2 separate regions of the Mus musculus genome follow, and region 2 is linked to region 1. The links are chromatin contacts, called in public Hi-C maps. All regions are on one chromosome and are shown on one strand. The core of a region is the stretch at or near the end of the contact, and the rest is flanking DNA. Distances in the headings are between cores, read along the strand shown. Region 1 holds the start of Nrxn2 (neurexin II). Region 2 holds the start of 1700105P06Rik (RIKEN cDNA 1700105P06 gene).

Region 1 (4,744 bases), core at 1,074-3,573:
GCATGCAGTGCGTGTGATATGGCAGGCAGGGGTTGCTGTGTCTGGGAAAATGTGTAGGCGTGGGCGTGTGTGCCCAGGAGAGGAAGCAGTGCATGCCAGGAGGGCAGGTGGGCCTGAGTTCATGAACAGTGGCAGATGCTGTGCATCTCTGAGGGGAAGGACTGTCAGGCAGTGCTTTGTCAGGAGACCCGGGGGCACTCAGGGGTTCTATGCGTGCTGTGTGCTCAAGTAGGGCTCCTGGAGGAGGTCCCTGAGGCAGGCAGGAGGTGGCAGTGTCTCTGGGCGGGGAGCGTGGGCGGTTTGCTGCCAAGGAGTTGTATTGTATACGCAGGTGTGTGCGCCTTGTGTAGGTGTGTGTCTGGGCGAGTGCCACCAAGTGTGTGGATCAGTGTCGGGATGTCTGTGTCACTGGCAAGGGTAGACAGAACAGAACAGAAAAGACGGAGCCTGGAGAGACACGGAGGTCCCCGGTGGCTATTCTAGAGCCCTGTCCCTTCCTCTCAGGAGCAGCTGTCATGTGGATTCAGCCAAGGAGCAGCTTCTCAGCAGGCACTGCCAGCTGATCGGTCCCGCCCACCCCTGTGCTGCTGAGGATGGACAGAGTCTGAGCACACTTCCCTTAGCAAAGGTAAGGGGCCTCCCAGACACAGACCCTACTCCCTGAGGCTACAGACGAAAGTTGCTCTGGCTCTGACATATCCATCCCTGAGCCATCCCCAGGTTTGGGGTAGCAAGCTGGGACCTGAGTAGCTGAAGCACCTACAAAGCCGGAGGCCCTCCATGTAGTTAACTGACTAGCCGACCTCCCCTCCTCTCTTTTTCCTTCCTGCTCCCTTCTCTCTCTTTTTCTAGCAGAAGACAGAGGATGTAAAGCTCTCCCCCAGAAGGAACGCCCAGACACTGAGAAGGTGGACGAGAGGGAGGGGCAGGAATGACTAGAAGGTCCTTGTCTACCCCACCCACCCACAATATGTGCAAAGAACGAGGGTGTTTGAAAGCCGGAAGTAGTCAAGGGGGCTGGAGACCCAAGACCCACCCCCTCAGATTTTCTTGAGCACTGTGGAGCTGGGCACCCTTTCGCTGTGGAGCACCAAGGAACTACCCCTCCCATCCCTGCCGGTTCATTAAGGCCCTGGATGCCTCAAGAGGGGGTGACGGCAAAGGCAACTGGAACAGCCCAATAACCCCCACAAATCCAATTTCACCTCCAGGAGCCCACCCAGGGTCCTTGTGGTCATACCCCCATCCCAAAGAACCCAGGCAGACTGCTCCTCCCTCTGGGGGAGAAGGCTGGAGCATGAGAAATGGTTCCCACCTCTTTGAGGTGGAGGGATAAGCCCAGGGCTCAGAAGACTCCTCTACCCTTCCAGTACTCTGTGACCAGAGCCCCACCGCTGCCCTCAAGTATATTCTCAGCCAAGCAGAGCCTCCTTCGACCGGTTTCCCTCTCTGTCACCCCCCAGCTCTCCCCAGCAAGCTTCTCTCCTCTCCCTCAGGCCCCCCATCTTGTCCAGCTCTTCCCCGTCACAGACTCATCTATGCCTAGAGCATCCTGGCATCTTCCCCTCTGCTCCCTCCTGATAACCTCCTCTCCCCTTGGCTCCCATCCCCCAGTAGTCTTTTCTTCAGTGGTTGCCCCCAGACCTCCCTCTCCACTTCCCAAACCTCTCTCCAGCCTGCCTCCTCTCCCACTAAGACCAGTGTTTCTCCCCTGCAGACCCTTCAGACCACAACAGCTCGCAGCTTCTCTGGTCCATCACTGCTTCCAGCTGCCAGGACCAGCATAGACTGGGACCTCCCCCCACCCCTATTTCAGAGCCCTTCTCACAGCCCTATGGATGCCCCTCCTTCAGACCCCCTTCCCCCATCGACCCTCCCTCACCACCTTGCATTCGCCCCAGCTCAGGGCCAATGCCCCTTCCACAGGGAGTCCCCCAACCTCCCCCAGCGGCTTCGCCTCCTCGCTGTCACCCAGCCAGCCCTCTCTGCTCGGCGCCCCCGCCCCCCAATCCGTCCTTTCTGCATCCGCCGCCCCCTCCGACCCGCTCCCCTCCCCCGATTGGCTCCCGCCCCCCACCCGTCTCCGCCGCAGCCCCCCCCCCATACCTGGTTTTGGGGGCGCCAGGAGCTGAAGGGTAGGGATCCGAGCCTAGAGACCGCTGGGTCTACGGCAGGTAACAGATCCTGGGCCAGCGATATCGGCTGCCTCGCGCCTCCTGGTCCCCGCCGCGTCCCCGCCCGCCCCGCCGCGGTGCCGCTCCGAGGAGGATGCTCTGAGAGTCAGGGCGGCTGCTCCCGCCGCCGCATCCCTGCAACACCGACTGACGGCAGCATCAGCACCAGGACCCGCCCCCCAAGCACACGCATTGGGCCACGCAACACTGACGGACGAGTGGCACAGCCAATGCGAAGATGCAGAAGCCGCCAGTCCCGCGGCTCCATGACCCGCCTCCCTCCTCCGCGAGGACCCAGGCGTCCCGGCCCCAGGGCATCCGAGCCCTTTCCCACCTCTCTGGACCTTTGCCCGGACGTCCAGGCCTCTTAACCCAGCAGGTGCTCTCCCCAGGCTCGGGGTCTTGGGAATCCAGGTACCCTAGCCCCTTCTACCTTTGGTTGGGTTGTTGGATCCCACACCCACCCGCCCCTGCCGGCGGGTCCCGAAGATAGTGCCCAGGGCTGGGACAAACCAAAGGAGAGGACTGAACCCCGACTTGAGGCACCGAGAGAGCAGGACCCGAGCAGGGCCTTGGCCACAGCGCCCTCTGCTGGCTGAGTCTGGGGGGGCTGGCCTGGGCTACCCGGAGCCAAGGAAGCCTCTCCCACCCCAGGACTGCTAGTGGCTTTTCCAGTCGCTCGCAGAGACCCTACCAATCACTGTCTCTGTATCCTCTAGCTGGAAGCCTCCGGAACTGAAGAGCTAGGGGCTTTTCTGAGATAAGGACGAAGCTTGGAGGTTGGCAAGATTCTAAGCTAGAGACAGTGGGGTTTCCCAGCCCAGACTCATGGGAATCCCAGAGTTTGGAACCAGCTTTCCACCCCTGTGGAAGGCTTTTCTGGGGTAGGAAAAGGCTAGTGGTGGGGTGGAAGCTACCCACTCCCTGTTACTGAATACAAATCTAGTAGAATCTTCCCTTCGAGCTCCTACCCTTAGCTGTGAGTTTCAGAGTGTGGTCCTGGCGTGCAAGTCTTCTGCAGTAAGAATGTCTGCATCGCCGTGTTTGTGTCAGAGTGTGAGGAAGGAACACCCCTCTTCATTTACTCCACCGAGAAAAGGTAGATCCAGCGCCTAGGTGTGTATACCATTACCTAAGTTGGACACAAGGCTTCTCAATGAGACAGTGTGCCGGCGTGGGTGTGGCCGTGGGTGTGTGGCAGACCATTTTGCCAGTTCTCTCCAGGCCCCTGATTTCTGTTACAGGGCCTGTGATCTGCACAGCTGGTAGCAGTTGGCATTTCCTTAGCCAGAGGCAATATGCAAGAACACACGTCCAACCACTAATGTATGCAGATACACATGGGGGCACACAGCCATGCACACCTATTCATGTGTGCCCAGCGTTTCCAAGAAACACAAAGGGACACTGCAGAGATGCCCCACCATGGTAAGTCACCACGGGGGGTGGGGGGACACACTCGATCCATAACCTGCATACTTGTGCATACACAGGTACCTGCACACTCAAGGGCAAACACACACCCAAGTGACTCACAGGGGACCTGCCCATGGAGTCTCCCTGGTCGTCGGTAGGTACTTTGCAGAGCAGTCAATTCCTGAGTTAATGAATGTGGACACTCCCCCCACCGCTCCTTAGAGAGGACCTCCTTTGATAGCCTGGAAGGAGGATAGGAGAAGACCTAGCTGCAATGGGTATTTCCCAGGCAGTGGAAAGGGAGATTCCTGAACAAGGTCCCAGACTTGGGGCCTACTCTGACCTTGGAGAGACCCTCAGGCAGCCCTGCCCCCACTACCACCACACCCCCCACACGTCCCCTACTGGCTGCCAAGGCCAGTAGAGGCAGCAGAACAAGAACTGCTGAGTCAGGGCCTCTCTGACCCCCCCCCCAGCCCACTGCCCCACCCATCATCTGCTGTTCCTCCTCCTGCAGGACCCACACTCACACGTACAAACACCAAAATGCAGAGGGACAGACAAGCAGGTGCAGTGACCCAGTGACAAGGCTCAAACCCCAGGAGTCTGAGTGGGAAGGGAGGCAAGGGTGAACACCGCTCTTCTGTCTCTACCTTCAGCTTTTCCCATCAAGGGCAGGAAAGGTCGCTGGAGTCTGCTACACCTCCCTGCTACACCTCCCTGTCCCTCTCCTCTACAAGGAAGGTCCGAGATTCAGATCCCTCATGGCAGCTGGGCCCCACCACTTCAAAACACACCCCTCAAATACACAGGCTCACACCCAATGTGGCATTGGGGAGCAGCATAGAGCAGACACCCTTCTAGGCAGGTACACAAGCCAACAGGGAGGGAAACCCTGGCAAGTGTAGGTGCAGGTCCCACACACATATGCTCAGGCAAACACCATGTGAGGGCCAGACACTCAATTCTGACACATTTGAATGACAGTGGAAAGGCAGGTACAGGTCACATCCCAGATGAGGCAGAGCTGAACACCGGGCAGCACCACACACTGGGAAGAGGCCAAGGAGGGGCTGGGGGTGGGCTGGGGAGCCGACCAGGCTGCAGGGATGGAGGCAGCGGGAGGCAGGCTGGCAGAGCAGGAGCGAGCTGCT
Region 2 (4,888 bases), core at 901-3,400, 960 kb before region 1:
CTACCATTTATATACCCTCTCAGAAATCCTCAGAATTCCAAATGTCACATAAATGCAGAAACTATTTGCAGCTGACAAAATCACACCCCTGCTAGAGCATGAGGCAAACCATAGTCAGCTGCTGTGGACAAATCGAAGCAGCCCCATATCCCACACCTGGGATTAAAATTATATATATATATATATGAGAGAGATTCTCTGTGTAGTCCTGGCTGTCCTGGAACTCATTCTGTAGACCAGGCTGGCCTTGAACTCAGAAATCTGCCTGCCTCTGCCTCCCTAGTGCTGGGATCAAAGGCGTGGGCCACCACTGCCTGGAGTATTCTTATATTTTTGTGTTTTATTTTCCCAAAGAAACTAAAATTCCAAAATTGTCACTTACACTCGTGATGGCCAAAGAACTAGTCTATTAAGTATATGGTAGAGGGCTAGTGACAAACCAGTGTACAATCCCCAGAGCCCACACAAAGACGAGAACCAGCTCCCCGAAGCTGTTGCTCTAGCCTTCAGACAAGTACTCTGGTGCACAACCCATAAGAAAACAAATATATATAATTAAATAAGAATCTGGTGCAATACTAGGGCTACCCATCGCTTTGGAATCAAACAAGAAATAGGAACCACAGGGTGACCCAAGTGACAGGGTGACAGAAGGGCTGGAAGCCCAACAGGGAAGTGACACAAACCAAGGACTCACAAAGACACTGGAGACACAGCCTCACCTGCTCAGGAGGAGTTAGAACTCAGGAGGGACAGAGGGAGGGAAATAACAGGCTTTTCTTTTTCTTGCCTTTCAGGCCTTAGTCACAATCTCCCGGAAGCTTGAGTCCTGTAGCCAGCCCACTGCAAAAACAGAACAGACTACCTACCCAGAGGCATTGGGCAAAAAGCAAAGAACAGCCTTTAGGTAAGAACTATCCAGGCCTAGGAAATTGCTTGATTTGGAGTATCTTTTTAGTACTGGGTACATTTCAAAGTAATAGAAATTTCCTCAGTTCTTTCTATTGTGGCTGCTGTATGTGGTGTCAGCTCAGACCTTTAATCCTTGTGCCAGGGGAATGGAGGGAGGAGGAAAAGGTTTGGGGCAAGCAGGGTTACACAGATTCCAGGTCAGACTGACATGAAAGTGAGTCCTTATCTCAACAAAATAAAAGCTGGTTATGCAGTGGATGGGGGGGGGGTGGGTATGCCCAGGGCGCGCGCGCACACACAAACACACACACACACACACACACACACACACACACACACACACACAATATACGGTAAGTGAACTGTTTCTCTTCTGTCCCCTAGCCTCCTACATCATCCACAATTACTGTTTCTGGGCTGATAATTACTGTTGGTAGCACTTAAAATCAGAATTTTGAGTGCCAGACATTTTTGCCGTTTCTCAGCTGAAATCTAGCGTGTCTGGTGTGTGTATGTGTGTGGGGAGGGGATGTTATGCAGAAGTGTAAGTGCCCATTGTGACAGTCTTCACTCAGGCACGAATGCCAGGCAGCAGCGCCATAGCAACCGGATCCCGGTCTTGGAGGCTCTCAGGGGATTTGCTGTGTCCTGGGAAAAGGCCACACTCTCTGGACTCACGTTTTTTGTTTTGTTTTGTTTTTAACGTAAATTATATCCATCGGAAGCGGTTTACACACGCCCACACGCCACTCTTGTCCTCTTCATCTTCTAGAATCTTTGTTTAGGAGGATCCAAAGTGATTTTTCTTTCCCTAAAGCGTATGTGCTAGTAGAAAGGAACGAGGCCCAAAGAAATTAGAAGAGATGTCTCCACACTTCTGAGCCTATGTATCCTTCACACATCCCCACCGGTCTTTTCTCGTCTGTGTTGCCTCCCAGGCAGGCAGCTAGTCAGGGGAAAGCCAAGAAGTAAGATGCCGAGCAGCCCTTTCCTCCAGCCATTGGTGGGGATGCCCTACCGGGTCTCCAAGGCTGCCGGCGCCGCTCCCAGGAAAACTCCAGGCTTCGCCGCCGAGCAAACCGGCCAGAGACAAACGCGCTGCACAGGGTTCTGGCCCAGACCTGTGGCTGGGGCGGGGCTAGGGGGCGTGTCCTCACGTGATTGGCCAGCCTGGTCTGGAGGCGGGACTGCCGGACGGACGCTGACAATGAGCCTCCATAAAAGGGAGCGGCGGGGTTGGGGGCCCCGGATCGAACCCTCCCCGCCCGGGGTCGTGACGCGTTGAAGCCCGTGGCTGGCGGGGCGGCCGGGCGAGCGGCGGGTGAGCTAGGCGAGCCGCGGGCCCGGGGTGGTCCGGGGCAGGAGGCGGCCGCCACAGGCGGTGCGCCGAGGTCTGTGCGAACGTCCTCGGCTATCCGGTCGCCCTTCTTCGCCTCGCCATGGCCCTGAAAGCCAAGGGCGCCGCGGCTCTGGATTGCTTCGAGGTGACGCTCAAGTGTGAGGAAGGGGATGATGACGACGAGGCCGTGGTGGTGGCCGTGATCCCGCGGCCCGAGCCGATGCTCCGAGGTGAGGGGGGGGACACCTCACTTCCGCTTGGTGGTCCGGGACTAGATCTCCAGGTCCCGGTCCCCGGTTCCCGGTCCCCAGGCGCTTCCCTGGGCCGGCATCTGCAGCCCCAGAGGGCCCTTCCCTGTCCGGTCCGCGGCTACGGCGCCCTCGCTCCTCCCCCACCGGGTTTGGAATCCCAGGCCTCTCGGAGCCCCCCTTCCTCCGCCGCCCCTCCCCCGCTCAGGGTCTAGAGACTTCCATCCACACCGAAGGAGCGGTTCAGGTCTTCCGGTTCCCTGCGCCCCCTCGGGCCCAGAGTAGAGGCCGGATTCCCAGTACAGTGGTTTGTGCCCGGCTGTTGTCTCCCGGTTCCGGTCTGTTTCTTAGGCCGAGGGGCGACCAGGCCTCTAGGCCCCAGGCTAGTCCCCCGTAGTGATAACGGAGGTGAAGGCTGGCGCGGCTGGCGACCTCCAGAGAGGGGAAATAACCCAGTAAGTAGAAGCCTCCACCCGTCCTCAATCCTCTAGGCCTTCTGTTTCAGGAGCCACAGGTGTCAAGTCTAAAACCCGGCATTTGAATGGAATTGCTAGTAGCACCCCGTTTGAGAAAAGCGGGACTTGCTTGGGGGTGGGTAACAAGCCATGTCATCTACATGGAGATTAGTCACCAAAGGAGGTGTTTGAGGGACAATCTGGGAATACATTGCTCTCCCTTCCCGTCCTCCTTCCCCAGCCTCTCTGGTCCAAAGGAGAAAACAAAGAGCTACCTTTGTGGAAGATAATTAGTCATGAAAAATGCAAATATTTCCTTAGGGTGGAATACCTGTTTCCCTTAAGCATGACAGTACCCAGAATAGATTGAGAACCAAATTGGTCATTGTGTTTCTTTAACTCATTTTTGGAGATGGGAGGGAAGGTTAGGAAATTGGGGGGTGGGGCACATTCCTCTCACTGTTTGGTGCATCACACAGGTTATTTTTTACTTGTGCTGGTTTATAGAGTGCTTAACCAAGATGGCTTCATCACTGTGAGAGGGAAGTAGACATCTACAGAGGTTCATTCTTCAGCTTTAGTGGGCAGCTATATGCCAAGCATATAGCTTCAGGCAGAGCTGAGAATGGTAAACAGTAGGGACCAGGGTAAGTGAAACCCTGCTCTTAAGTGTGCATCCAGTGGTAGCCAGCAGGTAAATATCGAATAGTATGTTAGGTGGCAGTGAGTTCTCTTTGTTGTGTGTGTCTGTGCCTGTGTCTGTTTGTCAGTTGCGTCAAGTATGAAGAGATCTGGGCAACTCTTGGGAGTCAGTTCTCACAGCACTGTGGCATTGAATTTGGTTCATCAGGGTTGGCAGTAAGAGCTCTTACTAGCCCAGTCTTCTCCCTGCCCAGTAATCAGTTCGTTTAGAGACTACAGAATGGGGATAAAGAGAAATGAGAGGCTAGTTAGAATTTGTTTCTCTTGTTAGGAAAAGTATCTCTAGTAAGAATGAAAGAGAGCTTAGAAGACCAAGTGGAAAGATTTTAGAAGCCTCTTGGCTTAGCTCAAGGTTCTAAGAACATCTAGAGTATGAGAAAGTGGATGAGTTCAAAGTATTATTCTTTGGGCTCAGCACAGTGGTGCACATCTTTAATTCTGTCACTCAGGAGGCAGAGGCAGGCAGACTTGGGAGTTTCAGGTCATCCTAGTCTATATAGTTGCAGGCCAACCAGAGCTATAGTGAGATAGTTTTGGTTTGGTTTGGTTTGGTTTGGTTTGGTACAGAGACAGGGTTTCTCTGTATAGTCCTGGCTGTCCTGGAACTCACTCTGTAGACCAGGCTGGCCTCGAACTCAGAAATCTGCCTGCCTCTGCCTCCCAAGTGCTAGGACTAAAGGCGTGTGCCACCACCCCCGGATGAGATAATGTTTTCTAAAAGAAAAAATAAGGTGTTGGTTTTTTTGTTTTGTTTTGTTTTGTTTTTGTCTTAGTTACTTTTCTATTGTGACAAACACCATGACCAATGCAAAGTATAAACAAAAGGTGTTTATGGGACTTCCTGGCATACACCTTTAAATCTTAACATTTGAGGCCCAGGGACAGCCAGGGTTACATAGGAAAACCCAGTCTCAAAACACCAAAACTATAGTTTTGGGTTTTTTTAAAGTTGAGTGTTTAGGGTTAGAGTCCATGACCATCATAACTAAAAGCATGACAGCAGGCAGGCATAGTTCTGGGGCAATAGCTGAGAGCTTAACCTGTTCCACAAGCACAAGGCAGAGAGAGAACAGGCGGTAACTGGGGGAGGCAGAGAGAAAGAGCATATGTACTAACTGGGAATGGCATTCGGCATTTAAAAGCTCAAAGCCTAGAGATCCACCACCTCTTACAAACCACACCTTCTAATTCTCAAACAGTTCCACTATCCATGGACCAAGCATTCATGAGTA

Evidence for each region. A called contact is a pair of places that touch in the nucleus more often than the background predicts.
Region 2: a contact with region 1 is called in a Hi-C map of B cells, with 5 read pairs. A contact is called at or near these places in 2 of 39 promoter capture datasets (pre-B cells and stem cell-derived epiblast-like cells) and 1 of 484 Hi-C or Micro-C datasets (B cells).

The regions. Positions count from the first base shown.
Region 1 is chr19:6,416,335-6,421,078 of GRCm38.p6, reverse strand. Nrxn2 (neurexin II) reads right to left here and starts at 2,323. Exons shown (of 23, transcript NM_001205234.2): 1 at 2,107-2,323. It overlaps Gm14965 (a long non-coding RNA gene), which reads left to right and starts at 2,317. Exons shown (of 3, transcript XR_879495.2): 1 at 2,317-2,588; 2 at 3,419-3,602.
Region 2 is chr19:7,380,265-7,385,152 of GRCm38.p6, reverse strand. 1700105P06Rik (RIKEN cDNA 1700105P06 gene) reads right to left here and starts at 2,150. Exons shown (of 1, transcript NR_045703.1): 1 at 1,592-2,150. Spindoc (spindlin interactor and repressor of chromatin binding) reads left to right here and starts at 2,127. Exons shown (of 6, transcript NM_001033139.3): 1 at 2,127-2,481. The coding sequence starts at 2,352.